2 separate regions of the Anas platyrhynchos genome follow, and region 1 is linked to region 2. Evidence: chromatin contacts called from public Hi-C data. All regions are on one chromosome and are shown on one strand. Each heading gives the region's core, a stretch centred on a gene start, on an enhancer-like site or on the middle of the called end of the contact. The rest is flanking DNA. Distances are from core to core; before and after follow the strand shown. Region 1 holds the start of DNAJC8 (DnaJ heat shock protein family (Hsp40) member C8). Region 2 overlaps XKR8 (XK related 8).

Evidence for each region. A called contact is a pair of places that touch in the nucleus more often than the background predicts.
Region 1: a contact with region 2 is called in a Hi-C map of subcutaneous adipose tissue, with 2.2 times the contacts expected there. The contact joins the promoter of DNAJC8 here to the enhancer-like site in region 2. A contact is called at or near these places in 2 of 8 Hi-C or Micro-C datasets (skeletal muscle and subcutaneous adipose tissue).

What each region holds. Positions count from the first base shown.
Region 1 is chr24:7,133,402-7,137,235 of IASCAAS_PekinDuck_T2T, reverse strand. It overlaps DNAJC8 (DnaJ heat shock protein family (Hsp40) member C8), which reads left to right and starts at 1,298. Exons shown (of 9, transcript XM_027443735.2): 1 at 1,298-1,452; 2 at 2,325-2,426. The coding sequence starts at 1,384. It overlaps ATP5IF1 (ATP synthase inhibitory factor subunit 1), which reads right to left and starts at 1,161. Exons shown (of 3, transcript XM_027443736.3): 1 at 997-1,161; 2 at 814-926; 3 at 285-581. The coding sequence starts at 1,089. The coding sequence ends at 440.
Region 2 is chr24:7,036,703-7,040,471 of IASCAAS_PekinDuck_T2T, reverse strand. XKR8 (XK related 8) reads right to left here. Exons shown (of 3, transcript XM_027443730.3): 2 at 3,625-3,769; 3 at 1,662-2,752. The coding sequence ends at 2,013. It overlaps EYA3 (EYA transcriptional coactivator and phosphatase 3), which reads left to right. Exons shown (of 17, transcript XM_027443729.3): 17 at 1-167. Among named protein-coding and RNA genes, the nearest start is that of XKR8, 3.2 kb to the right of the region's middle. Within about 2 kb of position 1,316, at least 3 of the 8 cell types and tissues checked have an H3K27ac peak or open chromatin away from gene starts, as enhancers often do.

The DNA.
Region 1 (3,834 bases), core at 49-2,548, 97 kb before region 2:
CTTCACCGAGAGGGTGGTCGCACACTGGAATAGGCTCCCCATGGCAGTAGTCACTGCACCAAGCCTGTCTGAATTAAAGAAGTGTTTGGACTGTGCATTTAGTCACGTGGTCTAGAATTTGGGGTAGACCTGCGTGGTGCCAGGAATTGGACTTGATGATCCTTATGGATCCCTTCCAACTCCGGATATTCTGTAATTCTATGACTATACTTTTTCAGAAGAACTATGACGTTTAAAATCACACAGTAGATTTTTTTTTAATTAAACAGTTACTGAGCAGAAGAGAGAGACTGAGTAGTTTATTTGACATTGTTGCAGACCACAGTACAATAGGACAAATTTGGATCACTTTGGCCAAAGCATACAGTCTTCGATGCTGTTTTACACCGTAATAAGTAGTGGCCATACAAGGCAAACAGAACTCAGCAGTAGCGACAGCTTAGTCATCATCTTTAAGCTTCTTGATCTTATACTTATGACGCTCGATTTCTTTCTGCAGTCGCTCTATCTCTTTCTTGTGGTGATCGATCTCTTCCTCATGGTGCTTCCTCAAGGCAGCGAGCTGCTCCCTCTCCTTTTCCCTGCAAGAAAGCACGCCACGAGATGCCCGGCAGCTCCCGGTCACGGCAGCGCACACCCGTGGGCAGCACAACGCCCCGGCGCCGTGCTAGGAGTGTGTGTGTGGAGGGGGGGAGGGCGGAGGCCAGGCTTCGGCCTCGCACACGGCCGGTGACCGACCGGGCCGGGCCGGGCCGGGCCGGGCCGTGCGGGGCGAGGCAGACCCCCGGCAGGCCCGGCCGCACCCGCGCTCACCTGAAGTACCGCTCCTCCTCGGCCGCCTGCTTCTTGCCGAAGGCGCCGCCGGCCTCGCGGATGGCGCCGCCGCCGCCGCCGCCCTTCCCGGCGCCTTTGCCCAGCTCGCCCAGCTGCGAGGAAAGACAGCGGTGAGGGGACGGCGGCCGCGCGACCCCCGCCGCCCCGGCCCGCCGCCCCCACCTGGTCGGCGCCCGAGCCCGAGCTCCAGGCGCGCTGCTGCTGCGCCACCAGAGCCCCGCGCAGGCCGCCCCGCAGCGCCACTGCCGCCGCCATGGCCGCCTGCCCTTGGGCCGCCGCGCGGACGAGGCAGCGGCGCGCGGGGGCGGGGCCGACGCCGCGCCCGGCCCAGGCACGTCCACGGCACCCCAGGAGGGAGGGGCCGGGCGCGCCGCCCGCGGCCGCCTGAGGGAGCTCCGCGCGGCCCCGCCCCCCCCTCCCCCGCCGTGCGCGGGGCGGGGCCCGTCGCCATGGCTGCGCCGCGGCGGTCACGTGCCGGGGGGCGCCGCCTTCGCCGCTCGGCCTCAGCGTCGCGCTCGGGCGCGCGCGTGGCGTCACGCGGTGCTGGCCATGGCGGCTCCGGGGGAGCGCGGGGCGGGGGGCGCCGCCGAGGAGGCGTTCCTCACCTTCTACAACGAGGTACCGGGCCCTGCCCGCCCCGCCGCCGCCTCGCGGAGACGCTCTCCTGCCCGCGCCGGGGCATTGGCGGCGCGGCGGCGCCCGCCTGACGGCCGGGGGGGGTGGCCCGGCCCGGCCCGGCCGGGAAGGGAAGCGAAGGGAAGGGAAGGGAAGGGAAGGGAAGGGAAGGGAAGGGAAGGGAAGGGAGGGGCTGGGGGCGTCGCTGGGGCCGGGCCGGGCCGGGCCGGGGGGGCCGCGCGGGGCGCAGGGAGTGCGCGGCCCTGCCCCTGCCCCTGCCCCTGCCCCTCAGCCTGTGCTGCTCCCCTTGGCCTGTGCGCGACTGGCGTGTGTGGAGCTCAGCATCGCCCACGGAAGGGTGCTGCCGATTTAATGGGGGTTATTTGGAAAAAAAAAAAAAAAGATTAACGGGAAAAAAAAAAAAAGTAAACTGAACTAAATTAAATAATCGCTGGTAGAATAAAGCGTTTGTATGCTTGCACTGGTGTGAGTAAACGTTTAATGGGCTCTCCTGCAGATGTTGGGTTAAAATTTTGCAGCAGGTATCTGAGGGATCACGATGACAGTGCTGGTGAAGTGTAGGACTGAAATGAGGTGACAAAGCCACAGCAGTTGAGCATAAGATATGTAAGAGGTGGACAGAAGTGGTTTTTTATTATTATTATTTACCTTTAAAAGGTAACGTTGAAATCACTGTCATGCTGTAGAATATGCTGAAAAAAATGTCCTGCTTGAGTAAAGTAACTACAGGTTTGGGAGATCCAAGAGGTATTATAAATTGTTGCACTGGATGGTAATTGGTATAGTGATCACACAGGAAAGCAGGTGAGCATGTTGTGATAATAAAGTTAATAAAGGTCTCTTCTGCTCTTCAGGTAAAACAAATTGAAAAACGAGACTCAGTTTTAACATCAAAAAACCAAATTGACAGGCTGACCAGACCCGGATCTTCCTATTTCAACTTGAATCCTTTTGAGGTTAGTCTGAACATTTTATCCTCCTATCTGAACATAGCGTACCAAATCCTATATCTAACAGGTATTTGATTCAGTAAAGAGACGAGCATCGTAAAGACATAAATTTCTAAATGTAGATTACAGTGCTGAAGCTTTGTAGAATACAGGAGGGTAGTGCATATGTACTTGCTCTCTTCACTGTTTTATGGCAGGTAGAAACTATTCTTTTCACATGCTCCTCTTGTTTAATGGCACTGGAAGATTGGGCAGATTAGTGCTAAGTACTTTCTGAATGAGAGTATAACAGCTACAGGTGTTACGCTGTCAGTTTCTTTTCTGACCACTCAGCATTTACAAGTGTGTCTTTTATTATGGGAGTTCATTCCACTGAACTTGTGTAGTGTATAGAATGATAGCAGGGACTCTTATTTCTTATACTAGCGAGCAATTTTGGAGGAGTTCTTGTAAAACAGGTAACTCCATTGCACATTGTATTGTTTCATTCCAGCTATAGTCAGTTACAAATAAGTTTGAAAGCTTGAGGAAGACAGTGACACTTGGACAACATGGACAGCAAATGTGGACTACATTTAAATTTGATTTCCATGTAAACATTGCTAAGATTTATGAGAAGTCTTACTTGCCTTTGTCTTGTACTTCAGCGTTTGTTTTTTTCTGTTTTGGCTGAAGTAACCATTACCAATCAGAATTTTAGTACATTTCACATCCCTGAGTCATAAGTGTTTTCTTGGCCCACTCTGTAATAGCTGGATAGAAACATTACTGTTACAAAAAAATGTGTATATCCACAGTATTGAGAAAAGTTGCATTTCTGTACCTTCAGGAAATCACTCTGTTTTACATTTGCATTGTATGCAGTAACATTTTTCTGGTTTGGAAAAGAGTATTGTGCATACAGTTTTCTAACAACTTTTTTATGCTGCATTACTTTTGCTATAACCTATGCTGATGGCTGCTAAGTTAATGTATTTGTTTTCCCCTTTCAATAACAATGATATTTTTATTTCTGTTGGTTTTGCTCATGTAACAGTGATGAAGAATCTGGGAATATGGCAATGGTGGAATAAACATTAAAAAAAATTCCTTGGTAATTTTTTTCTAAATTAAAAGTTAGGCTAGATGATTTTAGAGGTCTTTTTCAACCTAAATGATCCTATGATTCCATAAAATGCAACATATTCTGGTGTTCTGGAATAGGATTTTCCTGTGGGTATTCAGAGAATCATGGAATGGTTTGGGTTGGAAGCAACCTTTAAGGATCATCAAGTTCCAACCTCCCTTCCATGGGCAGGGACACCTTCCACCAGACCAGGTTGATCAAAGTCCCATCCAGCCTGGCCTTAAGAAATCCAGGGATAGGGCATCCCCAGCTTCTCTGGGCAACCTGTTCCAGTGCCTCACCATTCTC
Region 2 (3,769 bases), core at 67-2,566:
CAGGAGCCCCCTGAGCCTGCAGCAGCCTTTTCTGCGGTGACTTCCCAGCGTGGCGGAAGGAGGGGAGCCCCAGGGGCTGCTGGCTGCGCAGTCGTTGCCTGTTTGTGTTCTGTGTAACGGGAGCTGTCCTATGAACTGGAAAAAAAATAAAGTCTTTATTTTCTTTATTTTCTATAGTCAGTGCTTCAGTCTGTTCTCTGACAGCCCCTCCCTGCAGTTGGTCCCTGCCCTCGGTGATGGCCCTGGCTGGGAGGCCATCAGTGCCAGCAAAGGAGTTTGGGTGACTGCGCCTCAGGTCCCAGCACAGCCCCTGGATGCCCCTGCTCTCCCGGGGGTTCCTGCAGCAGACAGCAGTGCAGTTCCATGACCTTTGGCTCTGCTCTGCTGCCCACATAAGTCACGTTGTGCTTGGGTAGTGAGGCACAAACCCTGCCCTTTTTTCCCCCCGCTTCCCTTTTGCACAAGTCCAGCAACCAGCCTCCTCCAGTGGCACTACAGCACAGCTGCTGCACCAGGCCTTTGCCCTGGGCTTATCTTGTGGCAGGTTCATGGGACAGGAGCAGTTCAGCTGCATCTGGCTGCCTCCCCATGCACCGCCCTTCCCAAAGCACCTGGTATGGGCCAGTCCCCTCCTGCAACAGGGGGTGGATGGGGAAGGGGCTGTGGTGGGCCATGCAACAGCAGAAGGAGCCAGGAGCTGCCTTGGAGCTTGCCTGGGCAAGCACCATGTATCCGGGCAATGGGCCCAGGCTCTGCCACAGTTCCCATGCTGCAGCCCCATGTCCAGCCCTCCCCCCTGTGCCACTGTTACAGCCAAGAAACCGACCCTGGGTTGTTCCAGCCTGGTCACAGCTGTAGTTGGTGGTGGTAGGAATGGCTACAAAGGGACTGTAAGGTGACATTTAAGCCACAAGTGCTGAACCAAGCTGCAGCCCTACCAGCCTGTGCCCAGGGCCTGGCCCCAGCTCCCAGCTGTGCTGTGGCTGCCCTGAGCTGCCCCCAGGGACAAGAGCACGGGCACAGCGCAGGGCCTGCTGCCCGAGCGCCTCTTACCCTGCTCACGCAAGCTCTTTCTGCAAGTGCCAGTGCGGGAGGAGTGGCTTGCTGGGGGCTGCAGAAACTCCAGCACAGGCCACTCTGCAGGCAGGTGCTGCTTTGTCCCGTGCCCTCTCTGCACAGGAGCTGAGCTCCTGAAGAGAGCTGAGCTCAGCACTGCCCATCTCCCTGGACAGTGGGAAGGGCATGAAGGGGCAGTGTGAGCAGGGCCCTGTGTGAAAGTGCTCTCGCGTTTTCAGAGCGGTGAAGCCACTGCTTACATGACCCCCCCTTGCCCCGCATCCCACCCCAGGACCCCTATAACACCCTACAGAGGTGCAGGCACCCTACAACCGCTGCCCTCCCAAGGCAGCCACTCTCCCAGGTGGGTGCCAGGCTGCAGAGAGCCCTCACGTTCTTCTCTGCCCCTCTCAGCAGGGCTCTGAGTCACATCTTGATACTGGGCAATTTTTGACCTTAACAGCAAAACATTGGAAGTGGGAAAACACACCAGAAAACACCCCACAGCTGCTGCCAAGGAAAATGAGCTCTCTGCTACCAGCAGCCACATCCATGAGGAGCAACCTTGGCAGCAGGCACCAAGAGAGGCACAGACAAAGAGGATGAACAGTTGTTTTGTTTTTTGTTTTTTTTGAAAAGCCTAATAATAAATAACGAGAAAGGTTGACACAACAGTGCATTCACAATGTACTGGCCTCCGCCCCGAGCACTGTGGCTCTCCTCCAGTGAAGCAGTGGGAGCCCTGCTTTGTGCCGTGGGACTGGCCAGGCACTCGCAGATCTCCCCAGCTTTCTGCCCAGCCCCTCCAGCATCCTGGACGTAGCACCAAGCTGTCCAAAACAGCAGTCTGAGGCACACAGAGGAATAACCGAGAGAACTAGCAAACTTATCTCCCCAGCAAGTCAGACCACTTTGAGGAGGCAGGACTCCTTCCTGAGGAGCTGGAGGACCCGGCCTCAGACAGCAGCGTCAGCAGCAGCAGCCCCGTTCAGCAAGTGCTGCTCTGCCAGGACAGGTACCACGAACTGGTGCTGGGCCAGGCACTGCATCCTCCTGTTCACAAGGTCCGGCTCCAAGGCAGTCCGAAACTCCAGCCCATCGGTCCTCCTGTTGGCATCCACCTCATCATAGCTGCCCTGCTTCTGTGCTCGTGCGCTGGGGTGCAGCCACTTGTAGTAGCTGACTCTCAGCAGCAGCCCCAGAAGATAGCAGGGCAGGGCAGCAGAGACCACTGGGATGAGGTAGAAGTGCTCGTCCAAAGGGGAGTGGCACAAGAGCCAGGACAGGGCCAGCAGCGTGCTGTCCACCAGGATGAAGCCATGATAGATGATGCTGCGGTACAGTGTCCTCCCTGGAGCCACGTTGAACCAGCTGAAGTACAGGATCACAGCCACAATGGCCCGGTAGAGCTGCTCAGGGCCAGGTGACTCCATGAAGTCTGTGCCCTGCAAGCTGACCCAGAGGAACATCGCCAGCCACACGAGCAGGAAGTGAATAGCGACGCCGTAGGGCCACAGCAGGGCAAAGAGGGCGACCACGAGGATGCGGGGGCAGGTGAGGGAGAGGTTCCACAGGAAGTAGACAACTGAGGAGCCCAGGCTCAGCTCATACTTGTCCTGCAAGAAGGAGCGCAGGGACTGGTGATAGTCCAGCAGAGACCAGGTCACACACAGGAAGGCAGTGCAGATCCCCAGTCCTGCAAACACAGCAGCAGAGATGCAAAGGGCAGACAGAGCTGGGATTGGCCCTGCTCCAAATATCACTCTGCCAGACATTGCTAAAACGTGCATCCCACTGGCATGCAAAGCAGCAGCTCTGGGGAGTCAGAGCATCAGCATCTCTTTTTCTTCTTTTGCCTCCCTGGCTTCCTGCCCTCCGCAAGGAGCAGGCTGGTGCTGCTCCTGGAGGACTTCTCCCTTGCCCAAGCCTGGCGGCTGGACCAGGAGATGGGAAAGAGGCAACAGGACCAAAGAGCTCTGCAGAGCCCGTTTCCCCGGCCAGGGAAACCCCCAGCCCACAATGGCAGAAGAGCTCTGCCTCCACAGAGCCAGGACATGATTCAGCTCCCTGTTTCTTCACAGGGATACTTAGGGGGCTCATCCCCTTTCTGAGATAGGTACCAAAGCACCTCCTCCGTGGGCTCCGCTCCACTCTCCACACGTGTCCCCAAGAGCACCTCCCTGCTCCCCAGCATGCTCCTGACTGCTCTCCTGACCCTTGGGCCCTGGCCAAGGGCACACTGTGCTATACAGGACCACAAGGTGAGGTAGGTGCAGGGGGGGGTGCACTTTAGGCACAGCCTAGGAGACGCAGGGGAAGGATCATAAAGGTCCCCCAGGTCCCTCTCCAGGCCCAGCATAGGCCAGTGGGCCACACAGGCCCGAGTCCACCCTCCTGCATTTTCTGTCAAGGAAGCAACGGATGTGAGACATGAATGGCTGGAGAACCACAAGCAGAGGCAGAAGAACAGCATCCTGCTCGGTCCTACAGCCTGCAGACATCCTACCAGGTCCCTTCTGCGCTTCAAGCTCAAGCCTCAAAACCTCTCCCCAGTTTCATCCCCCTCACCCTGGGATGGCTCTGCCTTGTTTGTCCGCAGGATAACGTAGAGGAGCAGGGTGAGCTGCGGGGTGTTCTCCAGGAAGGTCTCAAAGAGGCGTAGCATGCTGATGTCATGGGAGAAAAAGGCCAGGCGGTTCTGCTCCTCCTCCGA